Linked DNA regions of Mus musculus: regions 1 and 3 are each linked to region 2. The links are chromatin contacts, called in public targeted proximity ligation maps. All regions are on one chromosome and are shown on one strand. The core of a region is the stretch at or near the end of the contact, and the rest is flanking DNA. Distances in the headings are between cores, read along the strand shown. Region 1 overlaps Bad (BCL2-associated agonist of cell death). Region 2 has its middle 78 kb from the start of Gm32245. Region 3 holds the start of Kcnk4 (potassium channel, subfamily K, member 4).

Region 1 (2,956 bases), core at 366-2,865, 310 kb before region 2:
ATGCCCTGTGGCCCTCTCATCCCTATGAGGGAGATGTTTTGCCTGTTTTACAGATATGGAAACAGGCCCCGAATGGAAGATGCATTTACTGGGCCATAGCTAAGTGGAGACCTGCTGGAAGGCAGGATGGCCTGCGTGTTAGCTCTGTGCTATATGGCCTTCACCAGCCGGAGGACATGCTCTGAGCCTGGGACCAGCCAGGAACACCAGAGACCCTGTGGCAAGAGAATGGGCCAAGCTCTGCAGCTGGGGCAGGCTGGCACTCCTTCAAGGCCTCTCCTAGCTTCCTGGCCGGTGGGGGACTGGCTGCTCCCCCCTCGGAGGAAGGCAGCCTCTTATCTGGGCTTATCTCCTGCCAATGAAGTGTTTGCTTTGCTTTGTTTTTGTTGCAGCCCCAGGCAAACAGATCGGGTAGGAAAGCCAGAGAAACTGGGTGGCCTGGGTTGGGCTTCCCAGGGCTAAGGCCTCAGCTCTCCCTGAGATTCCTGCCATTGCCCAAGTCACCTTCCTCAGCTGTCAGTCAGTCCGTGTCAAGTTTCCAGATCTGCCACTTTTCCGGATCCCATGTCCTATATCGCTGACTGGCTGACCTCCATTTTCCCAAACACTCCATGTGGGTTGGGCCCTCAAAAAACAAACTAAGTCCCAAGATCCTGGTGTGTCCATCTGCAGAGAGTGTCAGTTCCAGACATAGCCTCACCTTCAAGTCTGACCTACTCCTTGAGGCCCTGTTGTGGGGCCACCCCCTCCCATGTTCCGGGAAGCAAAGAGTTGTGGCGCAACTTATCTGCATATCCAGCGCAAAGCACTAGCCTGGGCTATGGGGCGCCAATAAATCTCTGAACGGAGCTCTGGGCCCTGCTCCAGGTCCCTGTGAGAAGCTTCTACGTTCCCTAGCGATCAGTCTGCCGCCCCGCGCCGCCCCGCCCCACGTGTCTTGCCAGGTCCCTGAGCTGCGCTGGCCCCAGGCCGGTCAAACAGTAGCTGCTCACAAGGACTGACCCAAATAGGAGCAAATGACCCCCCTCCCGCCTGCCCCCCGGGAGCCGCGACATGGTTTGCAGAACGCTAAATTCCGGCGGCCGGTTGGACTGCGGCTCCCAATTACCATATTAGAGATAAGGGGCTGGCAGTCCCAAGGGTCTAGCCACGCTCCTCTTCCCCACCCAAGCCAAGCAGCCCGACTCCGCGGGTTGCCTCTTCTTCCTCTCAGTCCTTAGAGCTTGTTTCTTCCTCCGGTAAAACGAGTCTCTCTTAAAACTATCAGGGATAGAGATCCGGATTGCGGAACCCCAAACGAAGGATAGAGGCGCGGCGGCACATGCGCAGGCTTTATTATAAAGCACGTTTCTCGCGACCTCGGGTCCCCAGTTATGACAGGACAGCACCCAGACCCCCAACTTAGCACAGGCACCCGAGGGCAGTCCAGAACAGGAGAGGGAAAACAGCCACTTCCGGAGGCTTAGGGGGTGGGGTGCGTGGAAAACTTTGAAACTCCAAACAGGAGCCACCCCTCCGTGGCTATTGCACGCACCGGAAGGGACTCAAGCTGTACGTCAGCTCTTCTCCCTGTTAAAGGGACACAGCGATCCTCTTTTTTTTTCCTAAGGCCTCGAAAGACTTCCGCCCACACCCAATATGGCGGGCGACGGGAGCGGGTAGAGTTCCGGGATGTGGAGCAGAAGATCACTGGGAGGGGGTGGAGCCTCCTTTGCCCAAGTTTCGATCCCACCAGGACTGGATAATGCGCGTCCAGCCGGCGCTTTGTCGCATCTGTGTTGCAGTGCCTGCGCTCTTTGGGCGAGGAAGTCCCTTCAGGGAAGGAGGAGGAAAGAGTGAGCCTCATTCTGGCATCCCGAATCAGGTCCCCACCACCAGCTTGCTCTGCACTGGGCGGTCAGAGACACGGGATGATGCGTGTGCCGGGATCCTAAATGAAACTGCACAGCCAGAGATCTAGTGTTTAGAGGATGGGGAAGAACTCAACAATTTAAAGTAGCTTAAGAAGTTGGGGAGAGGCTCAGATGCCAGCAAGCCTCGTACTCTATGAACCTGGCGGTTCAGAAACTTTGGTGTGAAGTTGGTCTGTACTACAGATTTCGGTTCTCATAGCGGTCCGGCTGTAAGAGCTCTCGATTACAGGTGAAGGCATAAACCGGGACTGGGGACGGGGTCTTGGACAAAGGAGGAAGAGGGAGGAAATCCCAGCAAATCACTGGACACTGAGAGAGGACGGATTAGAACTGCAAGTCCCAGCATGCTCTACAACACAAAAGGGAAAATTGGTGGCTCTGAAACTAGAAATCCCGACATGCCCTAGATCAAAGGAGGGGTAGCAGCTGAGGGTTCAGGTCCCATCGCACCTAACGCTGGCGCTCACCTTGAAGGAACCCTCAAACTCATCGCTCATCCTTCGGAGCTCACGGCCGTAGCGCTGCGCTGCCCAGAGATTGGGGGGAGCCGAACGCGAGCGTCCTCGAAAAGGGCTAAGCTCCTCCTCCATCCCTTCATCCTCCTCGGTCCCCGCTGGGTACGAACTGTGGCGACTCCGAGTCTCCATAGCCCCTGCGCCTGCAGAGGTCAGGGAGTGGAAGAGGTGTGACTCTCTGGCCTGTTATCTGTTCCACAGCCTTAGTCCCTCCTTTGTGAATGCAGAGAACTCGGAGGGCTTTTGTGAGAAATCGGTTAACTTCCACAAATCCTAGTACAGTGCATGTAATGAAGTCTTTAGTGTACAAAAAGTTTACAGTGTCTTTCATAAAATACGGACATAAGCTATAACTATCACATGGTCTCATAGCAACCCTTACATAGAGAGGTGTCTTGCTGTGTCTTTGCAGGGGTCTTGGAAAACAATGGTCTGCGTCCCCTATTGTGCCTTCCTTGTGAGACAGTGTCAAGAACTGTCATCACTCATCCGTTTTATTTTTCTGAGACTGGAGTATGTACGTGCTAA
Region 2 (3,154 bases), core at 12-2,511:
GGGAGGGACTGGGAGCCATGGGGACAAAGCTCTGGGTTCATCCACCCTCCACCTGCAATAGCAGTGAAGGTGGGATGAAGGCCCTGGTGGCGAACCCTCTCTGCCCTGCACTAGGGCACGGTGACCCCCAGTGAACCCCCCAACCCCCCGAGCACTTGGGGATCTGCACCCATGCTTTTGCTCTTGAACGTGCATAACACAGGTCCCAGGGGGTGAACTTTGGTCTACTTTTTATTGCTTTTCTCATTAGAGAGAAAATCGAAGAATGAGACCTGAGATCGAAGGTCACCTGTTAGAAGGAAAGCTTTGCTCAGAGAAAAGAATTGAGCTAGTACTGTCTCAGCCCAGCTTTGCCCAAGCTGAGATGAGCATGCTCTGGAGGGCTCACACACACACACTCACACACACACACACACACACACACACACACACAGCATCTCACCCACCCCATCCCCACACACATATTTAGGATATGTGCATGCATAAATATGGAAGACTAGAAGTCAACCTCAGGAGTCAGCAGGGGTCTCTCACTGCACCCTGAGCTTGCCAATTCTAGCAGCCAGCTTGCTTCAGGGATTCCCTGACTTCTGCCTGGGGATCCGATTTCCAGTGTTCATGCATTCAAAGCAAGAACCTTACCCACGGAGCCACCTCCTGAATCCCCTCGGGGGTGTGCGTGTGTGTGTTGGTGACTTTACTGTTTAAAATGATCCCCATGTGAACTCCGCTCCAGCCTGCTGTGCACCCCCGGGAACACAATGCTCTGCCTTCCGTCTTCCTCCAGACATGAATAACACGACTGTTGTCTGAAGTTCAGTGTCAATGAGTCAAATTTCAAATGTGGAGTTTCTAAAACAGAAACAGACATAAAAGAAGACGTCTGTTGACGGCCTGATCTTAGGTCCCCAACCGTGGCTAGGTGCTGGGGGCTACGTTACAGAATGTCACCTCTGCAAGTTGTAACAATGATTTTAAAAATCTGTTTTTTCTTTTCCCAGTTCCGGGATGATGACTCTGAGACTAATTATTTATTATTAAATGTGCTGGCCATAGCTTTGGCTCATTCCCTTACTAGCTCATGACTTATTTAACTATTCAAACTTCTCTATGCCTACCACCTGGTTAGTTACCTGTCTTAGTACAGGCCTGCTTTTTTGAGTCTCCTCAGGATCTTCCTCAGCGTCTCCCTGAGTTCATATGCCTGCTGGGCCTTCTTGGCCCTCTCTCCCAGCTCGCAGTCTCTCTTATCCCTTACTATTTCCCAGAATCCTCTCTCTTCCTGCCAGTGTCCCACCTCCCATTTCCTGCTTCAGCTCATTGGCTAGCGGCTTTTTATTGGCAGGTGATACTTAAATTCTGTCTGCAGCAAGCGGGTCAAATGGCGCTGACTTTAGTCCCAAGACTTCACTCCTGCTTAGGTAGTCTGGGAGTGTCTGCCAGGTTGCTTTGCCTTGTACCACGCCACAACAAGCAATTGTATGAAGTCTATATTACCTCTAAATTTATATGCCAAAGCCCCTTGGAGAGTCCTGGGTCCCCGTGGGAGGCCCTGCCTCCAAAAACAAGTGAACAACCCTTGAGGAAGAGCACATGAGGTTAGCCTCTGACCTTCACACACATGTGTACCTGCATACAAATGTTCACCCATAAGCGTGCTCACATATTCTCTCTCTCTGTCTCTCTCTCTCTCTGTCTCTCTCTCTCTCTCTCTGTCTCTCTCTCTCTCTCTCTCTCTCTCTCTCTCTCTCAGAATCCAGGACCACCTGCCTAGGAATAGGGCCACCCACCAAGGGCTGGGCCTTCCCCATCAATAGTGATTAAGTAATTTGGTAGTAATTAAGTATTAAGAAATTGCCTTGCACCTGGATCTTATGAAGGCATTTTCTCAACTGAGGTTCCCTCCTTTCAGATGACTCTAGTTTGTGTCAAGTTGACACAAGTCTAGCCAGAACAGCATCTATTGAATATAAAGATTTTAATTGCATTTTGTTGTTCATATAGCTGTGTATCCCAGATCAGAAATTCCTGGACAGGAAGTGGTTTGGATTTTGGACTTATGGGATATTTGTGTATAACAATGAAGTATTTTGGGAACGACCAGAACCCAAGTCTAAATGGGGAATTTATGTGTGTGTCAGCATGTGTCATACACACACAAGCTGAAGTTATTTTCTAGAATATTTCATACAGGGTTTGAATATTTTATTTATTCTTTGAAAATTTTGTACATTGTATATAGTGTAACTTGGTCTTCCCCATTCCCCAATTCTTCCACCCTGGAGTTCTCCCTCAGCCTGTTCCCTTCCTCCCTTCCTTTCCCCACTAAGTCACAGACTGATCATTGTGGCTTGATCGTGTGCAGTGAGCAGAGCAGGAGTGCCTGAGTGGCTGGGCGAGTCCTGTCCAGAGGAAAGCGCTTCCCAGAGCCGGTCCATCCGCCGGCTTCTACAGTCTTCCCCACTCACAGTGCTCTTTGGAGGTGAAATTGCTACAGCTGTTTTTTCATTTGTTTGTTTTTTATGCTGTGTTAATTTAGGACTGAGCCCTCAGCAGTCACTTAGTCTCCACTCTCTGACTAGATCTGAGTCTCTGCAGTAACTGCTGCCCACTGCAGAGAGGAGCTTTCCTGACCAAGCCTGAGCAGCACTAAGCATAAATATCGAAAAGAGCTTGACACGTGCACTTAGCAGAACGTGCGCGTAGCAGAACGTGCACTTAGCTAGACTCTTTCCTAGCGCCTGTGGCCTCAGGAGTCATGGGCTTTTAGCCAGAGCCACAGTATCAGACACAAGTTGCCTCCTGTGGAGAAGGCTTCAAATCAAAAAAATCGTTGTCTGCTCCTGTGACTTCCAAGCCAATGTTGCACTGTGGACATCTCTTTCCTGGCAGTGTTGTGGTGTGCAGGTCCAGTGCGGGATGGTACCATTAGTGGGTTTTCTTCACAGCAGTCTGAGCCACTTTTTGCATGAAATAGTTTTGTGGTGTGCAAGTTTCCACCTATGACTATTATATATATATATATATATATACACACATATATATATATATGTATATATATATATGTGTATATATATATATGTATATATATGTGTGTGTGTGTGTTGAAATTTTTGGATTTTAGAGTGTTTTGGGATGCAGATTAGGGATGGTC
Region 3 (3,255 bases), core at 633-3,132, 290 kb before region 2:
GCAGCAAGTGCTCTTAACTGCTAAGCCATCTCCACAGCCTGGTAGGCATCTTGTCTTCTAATGGATTAAATTAGTTTTGTGGAGGCCTAGTGTGTGTGTGCTGTGCATGTATTTATGTGTGCATACATGGATGGACAGACACACACACACAGGTATAGAGTCAGAAAAACCCATATGGGTTCCAGGAAACAAACTTGGAATTTCAGGCTCGGTGGCAAGCAGCCCTACAAAGCACTGCACCATCTCACTGACCTGAGGCCTGGCTTCTGTCACCACCTCTACTGTGGTCTTCAAGTGTCAAGTTTATGGAAGATCTATAAAGGGTGTGCTTGTGTGGCACAGCCTCCATCTCCTTACCTGGGTATGGGTTAACCCTGATCCCCTGGCTACTTGCATGCTGAGTCAGCTCTTGGTACACAAATCCTACTGCTCCCAAAGGTTTAGTCACTGCCCTGAGTTCCGGACATCCTTGCAGATCTGCCCTGTGGCTCAGGATTGATTATTAGAGCCTGTGACTCCTGTCTATAAACCTGGTGATTCTAGCTCCTTTGAGATCTCAGCCTAGCAGTAAGTCTGCCTTGAAATTCTTTCTTTGGGACTCTCCTGGAGCCAGGTCTACAAGGTCTCCAGAGAGAACAGCAGAGGCTCAGACTTCAGCAGTAAGCTGGACAATCACTTTCGGATGGAAGCAGAATTGCTAACATTTTTAGGGCACTTAATTCTGTGTGCTAGGCTTTAAGCATTTATAAACGCTGACCTCAGCTGGGCAGTGGTGGTTCATGCCCTTAATTCAGCATTTGAGGGGCAGAGAAAGGTGGGTCTCTGTGAATTTGAGGTCAGCCTGAACTAGAGAGCAAGTTTCAGGACAGCTAAGGCTCCAAAAACAAACAAATAACAACGAAAAAAAGAGAAAGAACCAAAGTAAAAACCACTGACTTTGTATGTGTGCACAGGCATTGGTGGTTTGCCTACATGTATGTCTGTGTGAGGGTGTCCCAGACAGTAGTGGGTGCTGGGAACTGAACTCTGGTCTTCTGGAAGAAGAGCCAGTGCTCTTAAAGACGGAGCCATCTCTCCAGCCCCCAAATACTGACTTCCTAAATACTCAAAATCAGCACCCAGAGTTAAGTAATCACCCTTTTACTGTAAGTGGGAACTAGGGAGTTTGGTAACTCACCCTGACCCCCTATCATCTGGGTGGTCACTTAAACATACTGACAATTACCACAAAACCCAGTAATGGTAGGGCACACCTTTAATCCCAGCACTCTGGAGGCAAAGCAGGTGGATCTCTGAATTTGAGACCATCCTAGTCTACAAGACAGCCAGGAGTACACAGAGAAACCCTGTCTCAAAACAAAGCAAAACATCCCAACAACAAAAGTACTGACCACAATAGCATGGGATCTCTGAACGCTACAGGAGAGATTTTGTGGAAATCAGTAAAGAAATGTCTCGAGAAACCAAAAAAAAAAAAAAAAAAAAAAGGATATAAAGAAGAAGAAAGAAGGATAAAGACAGAAGAGGACCCGGCTTTAGCTGTTCAGAAAATGCTAGCACTCTTTCTGCTGGAATTGTCAGGCAGCAGATGGTTGGGGGGGGGGGGTGACCCCAGGGCCTGGAGGATCAGAGATGGGAATGCAGCCTGAGCAAGAGGTGCTCTATCAGTGACTTCCTAGAACTAGGACCCAACCCATTCAGCTGGTTAAATCCAGGTGGCCTCAAAGAGAGCTCCCCGTCTTCCACCCCCACATACCCTCTTCTCCCTGGGGGCCTCTCCCTCACAAGTGCTGAGCCCAAGGCCCAGACTATCCTCATGGGCGGAGAAACGAAGGCTCTTCCCAGTCCAGTAATAGACCTAGAAGATTCCAGGAGATGAGTGTGGCGGCTGTCCTGAGCCCCGGGCCAGCTGATGTCCAGGTTAGGGCAGCGTTGGGGCCCCAATCCCAGCCTGGAAGGTTGGACTTCACGTCGACCCTTCTCTGAGTCTTCTGCCACTCACTGGCCTGGACAAGACAGCATTGGGGAGCCCAGAGGCTGCAGGTGCAGGTAAGGGCTGGGTTCAAGGCGGTTGGTGGCGAGAGCCGGTGGCGAGGGTGCGGCACGTAGGGAGACGCAGCTCTGGTAGGGTTAAGCTCCCAAGGAGGGGGCTTTTGAGGGCGGGAGGAGGGGGGTCCTAGTCAGACGGCCGCCGGCGGCTCGGTCTCTGGGCTGCCGCCGGCACCTCCTTGGCTCAGCCCGCACACCCTCGAGGCGGCGCGGGAGACCTGGCCGCAGCCAAAGCCGCAGCCACAGAGTGGGCAGACAGTAAGTGCGGAGCAGGCGCGGGAATGTGGGCTGGATCTCAGGCCCTGGGAGCTGGGAGAAACCGGCAGGGCGGGACACTTCCCGCGCGTGGATGCCTTCCTCGAGTGGTGTGACCGTGCGTCCCGTCGCCGGTCACGCTCGGAGGCGTCGGCGTAAGGACGCGGGGGAGGTGGTGGGAGCAAGCGGCTGGCGTGCGGTGTCACACGGGTTCCGTGTGTGTATCTGTGTGTGTGTGTACGCGAGCGCGCGCATTCGTGCGCGTGGACCTCTAGGGTAGCTCGGCCCTGCGGGCACGCCCATGGTGGTTAGTTGTGCCAGGGTCTGCCGGAGCGTGGTGCAGTGCTATGCCTGCAGCCTGGGCAGCGCGCGGCTAGAGCTGCAGAATGGAATGTGGCTCAAAGATCTTTGTGGCACATGTAGCAGACTGTGTATATGTATGTGTGTGTGTGCCTGCCATCTCCCGCTGCCCCCTAAGTGACAGCTGTCCCGTGGGCTGCTGTATCCGTGCTGCCCTTCCCACCCTGTGCCTTGCTTCTTCTGGGAACTTTGTGCCCACTTTTCCTTTCCCTGGCTCTGGGCCTTGCCTATACCCTGCAGCCAGATCCGCCTTGGGGTTCCTCGAAAGCCCAGCGGGCGGGTGGGGACCCTGGAAGATCCCCGCCCGGTTGATCCCTGCTAGGCTGGAAGGCAGGAGGGGACAGATGCATCTGAGGAGGCTGCCACAGCCGCACTGAGAGAGCCAAGTATGGACCTGCTATTCCTGTCTCCAGTTCTGCAGGCTCCAGCCTCTTCCTATTTCCCCTGGAACTCCCTAGTCTTCCTTTGGTCTTCTCCAAGGCAGGCACCCTAATGCCTCACAAGTCCCCCATTTTCTCACTCACCCTGCCTGGCTTAGTGTTTTCTTCTTTATCCCACTCTCCTGATGGCTAGGCTCCGGAGGTAAGAGGG

Evidence for each region.
Region 1: a targeted proximity ligation map of embryonic stem cells shows a contact between it and region 2, with 2.5 times the contacts expected there. A contact is called at or near these places in 8 of 39 promoter capture datasets (the C10 cell line, cranial neural crest, embryonic stem cells and 3 more) and 9 of 130 datasets of targeted methods (bone marrow-derived macrophages, embryonic stem cells, large pre-B cells and 3 more).
Region 3: a contact with region 2 is called in a targeted proximity ligation map of embryonic stem cells, with 43 read pairs. A contact is called at or near these places in 21 of 39 promoter capture datasets (the 3T3-L1 cell line, 3T3-L1-derived adipocytes, the C10 cell line and 11 more), 18 of 484 Hi-C or Micro-C datasets (B cells, the G1E-ER4 cell line, the HL-1 cell line and 4 more), 17 of 130 datasets of targeted methods (the SCID.adh cell line, bone marrow-derived macrophages, embryonic stem cells and 5 more) and 3 of 9 other capture datasets (adipose tissue, liver and macrophages).

Annotation. Positions count from the first base shown.
Region 1 is chr19:6,950,255-6,953,210 of GRCm38.p6, reverse strand. It overlaps Bad (BCL2-associated agonist of cell death), which reads right to left. Exons shown (of 4, transcript NM_001285453.1): 3 at 2,381-2,571; 4 at 1,306-1,812. The coding sequence ends at 1,687. Among named protein-coding and RNA genes, the nearest start is that of Bad, 9.2 kb to the right of the region's middle.
Region 2 is chr19:6,643,213-6,646,366 of GRCm38.p6, reverse strand. No RefSeq gene overlaps it. Among named protein-coding and RNA genes, the nearest start is that of Gm32245, 78 kb to the right of the region's middle.
Region 3 is chr19:6,933,142-6,936,396 of GRCm38.p6, reverse strand. It overlaps Kcnk4 (potassium channel, subfamily K, member 4), which reads left to right and starts at 1,882. Exons shown (of 7, transcript NM_008431.3): 1 at 1,882-2,049.